Linked DNA regions of Gossypium hirsutum: region 1 is linked to region 2. Evidence: chromatin contacts called from public Hi-C data. All regions are on one chromosome and are shown on one strand. Each heading gives the region's core, a stretch centred on a gene start, on an enhancer-like site or on the middle of the called end of the contact. The rest is flanking DNA. Distances are from core to core; before and after follow the strand shown.

What was found. A called contact is a pair of places that touch in the nucleus more often than the background predicts.
Region 1: a contact with region 2 is called in a Hi-C map of leaf, with 2.4 times the contacts expected there. The contact joins two enhancer-like sites. A contact is called at or near these places in 2 of 34 Hi-C or Micro-C datasets (callus and leaf).

Annotation. Positions count from the first base shown.
Region 1 is chrA02:83,259,287-83,265,049 of Gossypium_hirsutum_v2.1, reverse strand. No RefSeq gene overlaps it. Among protein-coding and RNA genes, the nearest start is that of LOC107952367, 12 kb to the right of the region's middle. Within about 2 kb of position 2,554, at least 5 of the 9 cell types and tissues checked have an H3K27ac peak or open chromatin away from gene starts, as enhancers often do. A contact at or near this core is called in leaf, where this site is marked.
Region 2 is chrA02:83,179,372-83,185,794 of Gossypium_hirsutum_v2.1, reverse strand. No RefSeq gene overlaps it. Among protein-coding and RNA genes, the nearest start is that of LOC121217575, 9.6 kb to the right of the region's middle. Within about 2 kb of position 4,409, at least 6 of the 9 cell types and tissues checked have an H3K27ac peak or open chromatin away from gene starts, as enhancers often do. A contact at or near this core is called in leaf, where this site is marked.

The DNA of each region.
Region 1 (5,763 bases), core at 1,305-3,804, 81 kb before region 2:
GAATTAGTCTTCCTTCTCTTCAAAACCAACCCAAAAATTTACTTTATGCAAGTGCATGTATGCTTACAACCTCACAGAAATAATGAACACATCGATAGACAATCAAACAAAAACAAACATGCATACACCCAGCTAACCGGGTTCAAAATCAGATATCTCGCACAACAGTCACAAATAACACATAAGCTGAAACCCAGATTAGAGTGTTAACAACCCTCACTAAATCTTAGCCAATGGCCAGAACACACAGACACATTTTCAGATAAAAAACATACACAGAACTAAAATTGGTGACTTAGGGCCACATGGCCATGTGCTTTGGCCATGTGGAAATGTCTCAGCCGTGTAGGGTCAACACGTCCATATGAGGGGGAGACATGCCCTGTGGGAGGAGGCACATACCTGTGTGAGCTAGTGACATGGCCATGTGACTCTCAGTCCAATTGTGCTTACCATGTAAGAGTCTCACACGATTGTGTGCCCACCAGACACAGTCGTATGTCTAACACACGCTCGTGTGAGATCTCTAAATCCCCAAATTAGCCACACGGTTGTGTGGCACTAAAACACCCAAACCCTAATTCCCAAATTCACATGCCTATGTGCCCAAGGGACACGATTGTGTGAATGTCGACTAATTTCCCCAAATTAGCCACACGGCTACATGGCCAGGCAGTATGGTAGCTAATCTTGCCTAAAAATCCTAATTCCTAATTCCACACGGCCGTATGAAAATGCACACGCCCGTTTGGCCACCCGTGTGGTCATGAAACCACACCGGAACAGGCCGAAATTGTCGTTTTAGCCATCAAATCAGTCCCTAACCTTTGCTATAACAAAACTATAACGAAATACGCAGTATTCTCCATAGTTCCTCAACAACTAAATACCCAAAATCAATGGTTTAGAGCACATACAAGAATTGTCAAATCAACAATTCACAAATAAATTAGATAAGGTTCGAATCCCGCACCTGATTCATAATCAAAATGCCTCGAGCTCAATCAACACACGTCGATAACCTCAATACGAATCTGAAGCTTTTTTCGACCAAAAAATATGTAAACGAACCGATGCAACAAAAACAATCCAAGAAGAAAATGAAAGAAAATTGATTGTGCGAAAAAGAATTAAGAAAAGAAGAAGAAGAAGAAGAGCAAAAGAAAAAAAAAGTGTGACGGAGGAAAAAGAGAACGTGAAAAATGAAAAAGAAAATTTTACTTCCTTTTCCCAAAATAATAAAAATACAATTAAAAATAAATAAGTAAATATTTTTAATTTAAAAAAAAATTGAAGTTGCATAAAAAAAATTTCTCAAAACACACACAAGGACTCGAACCCAATTTTCTGATCTAGCCACTAACCCTACTTATAAATCTCAAAACTCCTAACCCTAAAATTAGGGGTGTTACAAAAATAAACTTAAATTAAAATTTTATGAATTAGTCATTGAGTCAAAAAGAGAGAAAAAAGTTAGTATGAAAGTTTTTATGGAAAGATAGAAAAAAAACAATATACATCATAGACAAAAACCATTTTGATACTGGGACTTAGAACAACAATAGAAAGATAAGAAAATAGGTTTTATTTTTGTCAAGTCTATTTTTTGGACCTATATTTTTATTCAAACCCTTCCATTTTTTGAGTAAGGTTTCGAGCATGAACGAATAATCCGATCCATGATCAACTCCAATCTTGTACATGGACTCATCTTTAGTTAGGTTGATTTGTTTTTACTTTTGAAATAATAAATGTACATGTTTCTGGTAGACAAAAAAAAATCTTTAAAAAGCCCTCTAACATGTTTTTCTAGTTACAAATCAAAATAAAAATCATAAAAATATTGAATATTCAGGCATGGATTAAAAATTTTTAGTAAATAAAATAAATAATAATTTACCCAAATCAAATGTTTGAGAAAATACAAATAACTTATAAAACTTATGTGTAAAATCCTTGAGCCAATTTTATGATAAACAAATTTCACGGACTTAAATTATTAATAATAAAGTTAAATGGATTAAATTAAAGTTTTATAATGTATATGAAAATAGATGTTATGTTTGGTGATTTAATTTGTAAATTATTTGTTTTTTAAATATTAAATATGGTATCAAGGGTAGATCTTTATGGAGCTTAAGGGGCCTTGACTCTTCAAAATTTTGAGAAACTTTAATTTATTTAATTTTTTTTTGAACTTTTTAGATGACTTTAAGGCCTCTCAAAACTTAATCTCAAAAAATGCCATTGTATGACATATTGATTTGAATCCATATAAATGTAGAATTTTTTTTATTTCTCATGTTTCATTTTTTTTAAAGGAAAAACGACCCAAAGGTCAACCTTATCATTTTTTCTATAATATTTGCCATAAATCTCAATAACCCTATCCCTTTTTCACCGCCTGTTGTTGTGGTCCCAAAGATCTTTGACTTTTCTTTCATCATTAGTAAAAGTGGACCGACAAACCGACTCACCTTTGATGCCTTCAACCCCCCAATGATCCCGCCTAATATCAATCGTGACACCGTCGCCCACTTGCTATATAAAGCCGTCCTTTAACACTTCAATCGCCTTAGCAATACTCGCCCAGGTGAAAGACAGTTTATCACATTGTTTGTATCTGAACACGTCACCATCCGAGAAATATTTGGCACTTAACACTTTAAAACATAAAGCATCCTTTTGAGTCATAAGTCTCCAAACTTGTTTACCTAATAATGCCAAGTTAAACAGATGTAAATCTTGAAAGCCCATACCTCCCATTCCCTTTGGGTAACAAAGCCTATTCCAAGCCATCATAGCCCAGCCACGAGTCTTGTCATTATTAGTCCACCACATCCAATCCATTTGTGAATAAAGGTCCTCAATAATGCCTTTTGGGGCCAGAAAGACTGAGAAAGCATAAGTCGAAATAGCCTGAATAATGGCTTTCATGAAAACCTCTTTCCTTCCGTAAGATAGCTAGCGTTTTGACCAATGTTTATTCTGCAACTGCATTGATTAATAATGTTAGTAAAAGCTAATGATTTTTTTCTACTAACAGGTAACGGTAACCTTAGGTAGCTTATCAACAATACGCAAGCCAATCATAAAACTAAGTAGTTGCCTTTGGGCCAACGGGGTTTTCAGGCTAAACATAATCATAGATTTGTCCTTATTTACCTCTTGGCCCGAATCATAATTAAAATTTGCAATAATATTAACAATTCCTCCGCATCCCTTTTTCTATTACGAATAAAAAAAGAGTGCGTTGTTGACAAAAAAAAGATGATTAATACGAGACCCATTTATGCTAGCCTGAATTCCCTTAAGCATATTGTTTTTTTAGCACGAATTAACAGCTTTGAAAACGCTTCCATGCAAAATAAAAATAGGTAAGCAGAAAGAGGATCCCCTAATTGTCTCGGATAGGGTATAATTGCATTTGACAACATAATGGACCGATCGAATGCATCTCATTATTTTAGTCACCCAATCATTTGCGTAGCCCATTTTTTTCATACCTCTTCAATAAAAGTCCACTCCACCCGATCGTATGCTTTGCTCATATTAAGCTTAATTACAAAACCTTTGTTAGGCCCATTCTTTGCACTTTGGAGATAATGGACTAGCTCATGGGCAATTAAAATGTTGTCGTGGATCATCCTCCCCGGAACAAAGGTGCTCTGATTTTGGCTAATGCATAACGGGAGTGTCTCCTTCAGACGATTTGGAAGCAATTTGGCGACGATTTTGTACACTACCCTACAAAAACTGATCGGCCTAAAATTAGTCATATCCACATGCTCTTTAGTTTTAGGAATTAAAACAATAATAGTGTCATTTAAACAATCCACATTTTTCACACCCCTAAGAATATCATGACACAACTTAATAATATCCTCCCCCACCACTTCCCAGTTTTCTCTAAAAAATTCCCTGACAAACCGTCAATTCGCAGGGCTTTCCTAGGATCCATTTCACTAAAAGCTTCCTTAATTTCGTTATCTGTAAAATTCTTCAGCAGTCTGTCATTAACCTCCCTTGAAATACATCTCTCTACATAGTCAAGGTTTAGCACAGTATTAGAATTTAAATTTGACTAGAATAAATTTTGAAAATACTCACTGATCGCCTTACATATATCCGCTGTGTTCTCTCTCCAGTATCCATTCATATCTTTAGGTCTAGCAATGTTGTTGTTTTTTTCTTTCTATTCGTGGCTCTAATGTGAAAAAACCGAGTATTCTTGTCCCCCTCTAACCAATTGATCCTAGACCGTTGAGCCCAATACTTCTCCTTTTTATCCAACAGATTACCAAGCTTCAATCTCATAGCTTTAAGCTTTTTTCCCACGTAAATGCTACCCTGGCTATCAATGATTTTGTTTATATTCGCCTGCAGGGTACCAAACACATTTTAATATTATTATTATTGAAAATAATTTTTAATTTTTATTTATCAAACATGTTTTTTAATTTTCAAAAAATAGAAAATAAAAAATATTTTTTAAAATACGAAATTAAAAAATAGAAAAAATTCAGAAACGAAACGGAATAAGAACTTTTTGGAAAATCACCAAACAATAAATAAATAAAAAGAAATTTGTAGATTTCTGGAAAAATCATTCTCTTAATATCAATAAATGTACCCTAAAAATTCAATCGTAATAATACACTTTTGAAATTTGAAATTTGAAAATATTTTAGAAATGTTGTTGTGAGAGATGACAGACAAACTGTAGCTCCAACGCGGGGGACATCAATTATGTTTGAAAAATGTTTAATAATTGCCTCTCCAACTTTTAAAATAAATTATTTAATTTTGAATTTATATTTTCCTATTGAAATTTTTTAAAACGAATGGAAAAATTAATTCTGTTAATGTGCATTGTTATGTAGATAATAAGTTGATATTTAATTATTTTTTAAAATTTAAAAATATTTTTATAATCTGTATTTAATTTAATTTTTTTAAATTAACTAAAATTTAAAAAAAATTAACTTTTTCATTCATGGTTATAATTTAACAAATATATATATATATAAATTCAAGATTTAAAAAAGATAAAATAATTAAAATAATTTTTTTAAAAATTGAAGGAATAAATCATTATTAGGTAAAATCTGCAAATGATGGAGTGGCTTCTAAACTCCTTTTTATTTCACAACCTTCCTTCCTACATCTAATCACTGTCCACCTTTACTTTTCACATAAGAAAACTGCCTTTACTTTTTAAAAATTCATTGTTGTAATATTTTTGTTTCTCTTTTTTAGGATACAAAAAGTGTTTCATTAATAATCAATTTCAAAATTTTTTTAAAAAAAATCTAGATTAAATAAAATATTTTATTTCTAAAATAAAATAAAAGAATATAAAGTACATTATAATTTAATTGTTTTAAAAATATATATTAAATGAAAATACCAAACATAATAGCAATCAAAATCAAATAACACTTATGATAATAAAAAAAATAAAAATAAAAGTGAAAATAATCTAATACATATATGTTGAAGTGGCTTAGATTTAGATCCCCATTCAAATTTTGAAATTAAAAATCAAACTCATATCGTTGTCAAATTTATTTACTGAATTAAACAAATTTATATTTTTTAAAAACATATATTATAAAATTGTTTATACAGACATTAGCCGTTAGTGTCTCTCTCTTGTTTGCTGCCTTTATTGTACCTAAAATTCACCCAAATACAACAAAAGGCAACACAACCTAAAGTTTATTGGGTTCAAAATAGGGAGTTTTATTTATTTTAGATATT
Region 2 (6,423 bases), core at 3,160-5,659:
CATAATCAAAATTAAAATTAAACCAGTCAATTCTATTAAAAATTAACCAATAAAAAAATAAACATTTATCTCCACATAAAAATTCCAATAACTAAATGCATGAAGAGTTTTATAAATTTATAGAGTTACGAATAAACAATTATATTAATTGAACATCTTAATAGAAATCAAATCAAATTTCAAAAGAAGTTGATTAGACAGACTTAGATTACCATGAATGAGAAGTAATGATTATACGCATCCTTTATAATGAAGAAAAAAAGATCATCCCCAAGCAAATATCAAGTAGACATTGATTCTAACGATTCTTAAATCAGAAAAATTAAATTTCAATGCTTGGATTCCAACAGAATTTTGACACAAACTAAGAACATATTAATCATCCTTGTATGCATGATCAACTTTAGCATCATATTGAAAACTTCCATATTTTTTCAAAAAATTATCCTCAATTCCATCATTTTGGGATAACAAAATTTTTCTCAATATTGTTTCCCTTTTTTTTTTGTAATGGATGCTTTGGTAAAATTTTACTAGATGCTTACACATGCGATAGGTATGTGATCAATGCATTTTAATATCATATTGGTAGCATAAAGTACCACTATTATAACTACCATGGTAACAATTATTAATATGTCTCCAACCACATCCTCAATTACAACGAGAACCACGATCTCTATATTTGGATTATTCATAATTGTTATGTATTATTACATTCACTTCAGATAATGAAACATTTTTCATTAGAAGGCATGAGATCATTTTAAAATACTTTTTAAAGTTTTTTCACAATATTGTTGCTACAGGAGCACATAAAATATTTCAATCATAACAAGTTTTAAAGAGTATTATCATTTTCTAATGGTTATATCATTCTTTTAAATTATTACGCAGTTCAAGAGTTAAGAGAATTTTTCGCAATTAGATATTCCACTTTTAATCCTTCATGTAGCTGATGTTGGACAAAAACAATGGTTTTTGCTTTGTCTATAAAAAAAAGTCAAATTCATTTATACTCACAAATCATGTGTGGCTTTATTAGAAATAATCTAATAGGCAATGTAGTTATCATATCAATGACATATGTTATAAAAGATATACATATTTGAGCAAAAATATTGAGAAGTTGTTGATATTTCAATCTTATTCAAAGTCTTAGATCATAAACAAGCATACCATGAAATATATAAAACATAAATTCATACTTAAATATGAAGGAAAAATTGAGCATCATTTTTAACTTTTTTTTCATTAAGAATATTGAAATCTCAAAATCTTTCAAGCAAGTATAGAAAATCACATACCTTAGGATTATTGCTTCAACAAGGACGTTATACATCTAGATTGCTTGTTTTCCAACATAATATTGAATACTATAAGGCAAGCTCGTGCTGATAGCATGTTATAAAATAATAATAATGTAAAGAACACAATAATAATAGCTGAAAATAAAGGGACATTTCTATTGCATTTCTCTTCTTTTCCATCATCATTACAAGTAGTATACTATATATATAGGGAGATTAGACTCCTCATTTTATAATACATAAATAGGAAAGGGCTTACAAAAAGGTGAAAGGTGAAAGGTGAAAGGTTAATTATAATGAACATCGACTTAATCTCATTCATAACACAAAACACTTTTTTAACATAAATGATGACTAAAACATCAACTTTTAACGTTGTTGGCTTGACAACTTGTTTGTTAGTCTATGTGCACATAATGCTAACCTAACATAATTTGTCTTATATGTTACGTTGACAAATAATTTAAAAACTATAAAAATAAAAAATCAAATTAAAAATTTAAAAAATTTAAAAAGTTCATAAAAAAAACTAGCTTGGAGTACACGTGGACTGTCATACAGGTCAACTTGTTTAAAATTGATCATTTTAATTATTATTCTCGTTAAAAAAACATCATTTCCACTCTTTTTTAAAAGGTTGATGGTCAAATTTGATTTATTTATTTTTAAGTTGAGAGCCAAATTTAGCTCAAAAAGAGAATAAGGACCAAATTGATAAAAGATATAAACGTCAAGGACTAAATTTAACATTATGCCATATTTTTTTAACTCAAAATATTTTTTTTATTAGGGGTTATTTAAAAAAAGTATTCAAGTATTAAAGAGATTATCCATATAAGCATCTACATATGTTATAATATATATATATATATGTATGAATTAATATTTAATGCACTACTATCAATGTATAGGTTTAATGCATCATCACTTATATTTATATTAGATTTCAATTGTTTTTCTTGATGATATATGCCTTTTCCTCAAATTTCATTAAACTATATTAAGCATTATCATCCCCGACACTGTTTTCTGTATTATAGACGGTGATGTTTTGAAACCACTTATATCCCAGTTTTAGGTATCCCAGTTGACCAAAGCACCATTGTTTTAAGCTTTAGAATTCGAACCTTCTTTATTTTTCTCAAAGCAGGACAAATTTTTATACATGAATGCGTGGATATGTTGTTTTAATGACATTTCTTTAGGTTTAATCATATGTGTCTATTTATTTTAAGGTTTGATATCAGTTTTATTTAGATCAGAGACAATATACAAATAAATTTCTCTCAATAATGACGACTTCAAAATTCGAACTTAGTCTGAGAAGAAATTCATTTACATTTCTTTGAACTATTGTAGCCTTCCCAACAATAAAAATTTTAGAAATTTTAGTTAATAACACTTCAAATATAAGATGAAAATAATTATATTTTACAAATACTCAAGAGAGAAATATATATATTCGTATCTAACATTCATATTTTTTTCTTTTTCGTTCAATCAAGGTAATATATATATAAACCAACATTCAAATGCCTAGTGAGAGGAGCAGGCATGGACCTTAGTCAAATGATCAAATTGCTATATAAGGCCTTTTAATAAGTAAAATCTTAAATTCAAGCCTTTAGTTAAATGGAAAAATTCAAAATTTTGCCCCTCTATAAAATAAAAAATTTAATTTAAGTATTTTTAACACAATATATTTAACTTTGACCCTCCCAATATTTTACAAATTTATTTTGACCCCTAAACAAAATTTCAAACTTCAACCCTCCAACATTCATATATACTTAACTCCAAAGAACATAGCCTGTATTGTTCATCTAAGAAGTGATGATTGTAAGACCAATCATCAGCTCTTTTAAAGCCTTTCTGATTACTATAGATCTGTTGTATTCTAATTTGCACAAAGTGATCATTGTAATACACTAATCCTTAGTTACTTCCAATTTTTAACCGTATCATCTTTATATCTACTTGTTTTGAAGATGAAGATCAAGAAAGCTTTCCCTGAATATATATATATATATATGCTTTCTTTATCTTCATCTTCAAAACATCGTATGGTGTTATGATATCTTATTATAATTTATCTTCGGGTATCAGTGCACCAAGAATGTTAATATGCTATATATATTCTGAAGACAACAAGGTCATTGGAATATTTTTAACTATAATTTAAGGAAAGATAACATATGTCAGTTTGATCTAAAAGCCCTAAACAGATGAAAAGTTGTTACGTTGTAGATGAGATAGAGGGGGCCGACTGCAACTTGTTTTGGCTGCCAAACACAAGGCTGGCATAGAATTTCTCGAGACTTTTTTTGAAATGGTGGGCTTTGGAAGAGTATACAATTTATGGGTATCCCCCATTAATCCACCCCCATACCTTTTACATGCTTTCATTTTCTTCTTGTAACGAGTTTCTTTCTTTGCAAAATCTTGTATGTTTTTAACACTTGTCAGACATGTGAACGACTGAGACTTTCCCTCGAAATACTTTGAAAGTCCTCTCCTGCAACCAATCACTCAAGGTTAAGAAACTTTGAAATCTTCCCATTATTCTTCATGTTATATATAGATATGTAAATTTACTAACTTGATAGGAAGTTGAGCCATGAGTTGTGATAATTCATATAAAGGTCCTTTACAATTGGTGGACAAAATTGAAGTTGATGAAGAAGATGCATCATCTACCAGGTCTGAGGATGAAGATCAAGTTCTTGAATAGTCTTCCATGGATGATTTAGAAGTTGCAGTTTGATCACCATTTTCCATGTTCATCAACTCATCATCATCATAACCTGGAGAGTAGTCAAACATTTCTTTCTGATCATCTTCTTCACCATTTCTCATGACTACAGAAACAAGCATGAAGCGTAGAACTGAACAAGATTTAGATTTATATAATACCCAGGAAAAAGAACTTCAAATATATATATGTATATAAAAGAATAAATGGATTAGGCTTTTTTGAGGATAATGATTCCATGACAGCCAATACATCAATTCATTAATTAACTATTGGAATTAAAGATAAACTTTTGAAAAGAAGAGAAATAAATAATGTAAAGTGGGTTGGATGAAAATTGGGATGCACCTGGCTAGCTAGTTTGCTTAGATAGGTCATTGTCAAAATGTAATGCTGGCATATCCATACATTCGGCATTATCTTGTTATTTTATTTTTAAAAATTTTATCTGAATTTTAAATTAAATTTGAAAAAATAATAAAAAGAGGATAAGTTCGTCACCTTTCAATTTTAGAGCCCACTCAAAACCATTAACCACACACAATTTTATTTATTTTCAATTTATTCTCTCCATTTTATTATTAAAATCATGTCAACTTCAACCTCAATTATAATTATAGCATGCCCTAAAATAGCCTACAGCATTTCACCACAAAACCCCGTATTTGGATTACATTTTAGTGTTTTTTTTTTCTAATTAAAAACATACTAAATTAGTTAGACGAGAGAGTAAAACAATTTTTTCATTAAAACTTCACCGTTGAATATTTATTTTAATTTTTATATATAGTATATATAGCACACCAAACCCTATAATGACGAAAGAAGGATGTAACATTCCAAAATTTTTAGTTGGACACATGGTACTATTCCGATCAGTGAGAAATTTGAAAAATAAGTTGGATAAATGAATCTTAAAGAATCAAAGTTAATAATTGAGATGGATTTAACAAAAAGAAATTTAGAAGCGGAAATGTGATAAAAGGACTAAATCATAAATTTTGAAAATTTCAAGAACTAAAATGCAAAGTTAGCCAAAAAGGAAAATACAAGTTTTTATTGCCTATTTGAAATAAGGATAAATGGAATATGAATTACTTTGGTGAAAATCACTTTTGGGATTAAATTGAAAAGATTTGAAAGTACAAGGACTAAATTAAAAGTTTCCAAAATTCAGGGGCAAAACTATAACTCCAATCACACAAGGATTTATATTAAGATTTATATATGAATTAAGAAATTGGATTGGTCTAAGTGCCGAATTTTGAGAAGAAATTCTGAGAAAGGGTTAAAAGGGACAATGATGCGTGATATTCGTAACATGTTTTAAAGATTTATAAATAAAACGTTCTTGAGACTACTTATTATCACAATTGAGGCAAGTGTACCTATCAAACAGTAGTATAGTTCAGCAAGACCGGATTGTAGAACCCAAATGAACTACGAGTACTAGTATTTACTTCCTTTTTATTATCTTGCCTAAAATTTAATTAAGAGGTTTGGTTGTCTAAACTAATTACTAACTAAGAAAAACTTGGGAAAATACTTTTGGGGAAAATTTGATTGATTGAGACAATACCTAAGGACAAATCCACCTAGACTTGACTTGTTATTTGACTCTGAATTAGACAATTTATTAATTTGATTTGATCTGTAAAAATCCCTAAGTTATATTATTATCTCTCTCGAGATTAATAACGTCTAACCCTAAGTTGAATAATTGAAATCTCTTTCTAATTAACACCCTAGAATTGCATTAACTCGATCTATGGATTCCCTTATTAGGTTTCACCCTAATCCGAAAAAATCTTGTCACCCTATCTCTAGGCACGCAATAAACTCCGCTTAATTATGACAAATTTACTCTTAGATAAGGTTTATTCCTCCTCTAAATAAGAGCTTAACTTGAATCAATATCCTGGAATATCAAAACAAGAATTAAGAACACATAATTAAGAACAAGTTAAATATTTATCATACAATTCAGATAATAATAACAAGATCTGTCATAAGTTTCATTCCCCTTAGGTATTTAGGGGTTTAGTTCATACTTATGAGGGAAAACATCTCAAAAATATAAAAATAACAAAACATAAGAAAACCCAAAACTCCTGAAGGAACTTAGAGGGAGATCTCTAGTCTTGATGATGAATCCGGCTCTTGAGATGGATTAATCAGCTTCCCTTGAGTAATTCCTTGCTTTCTACCCTGCGTCCCCCCTCTTCTCCTCTTCTAGGGTGTATTCATAGGCTTTGGAATGCCTAAGAGCCCTCAAAAGTGGCCTTTTCTGAATAGGACTCTGCTTGGGCTCGGTAGGGACATGCCCGTGTGACACACCTGTGTGCAATTACTTCAGGCCAT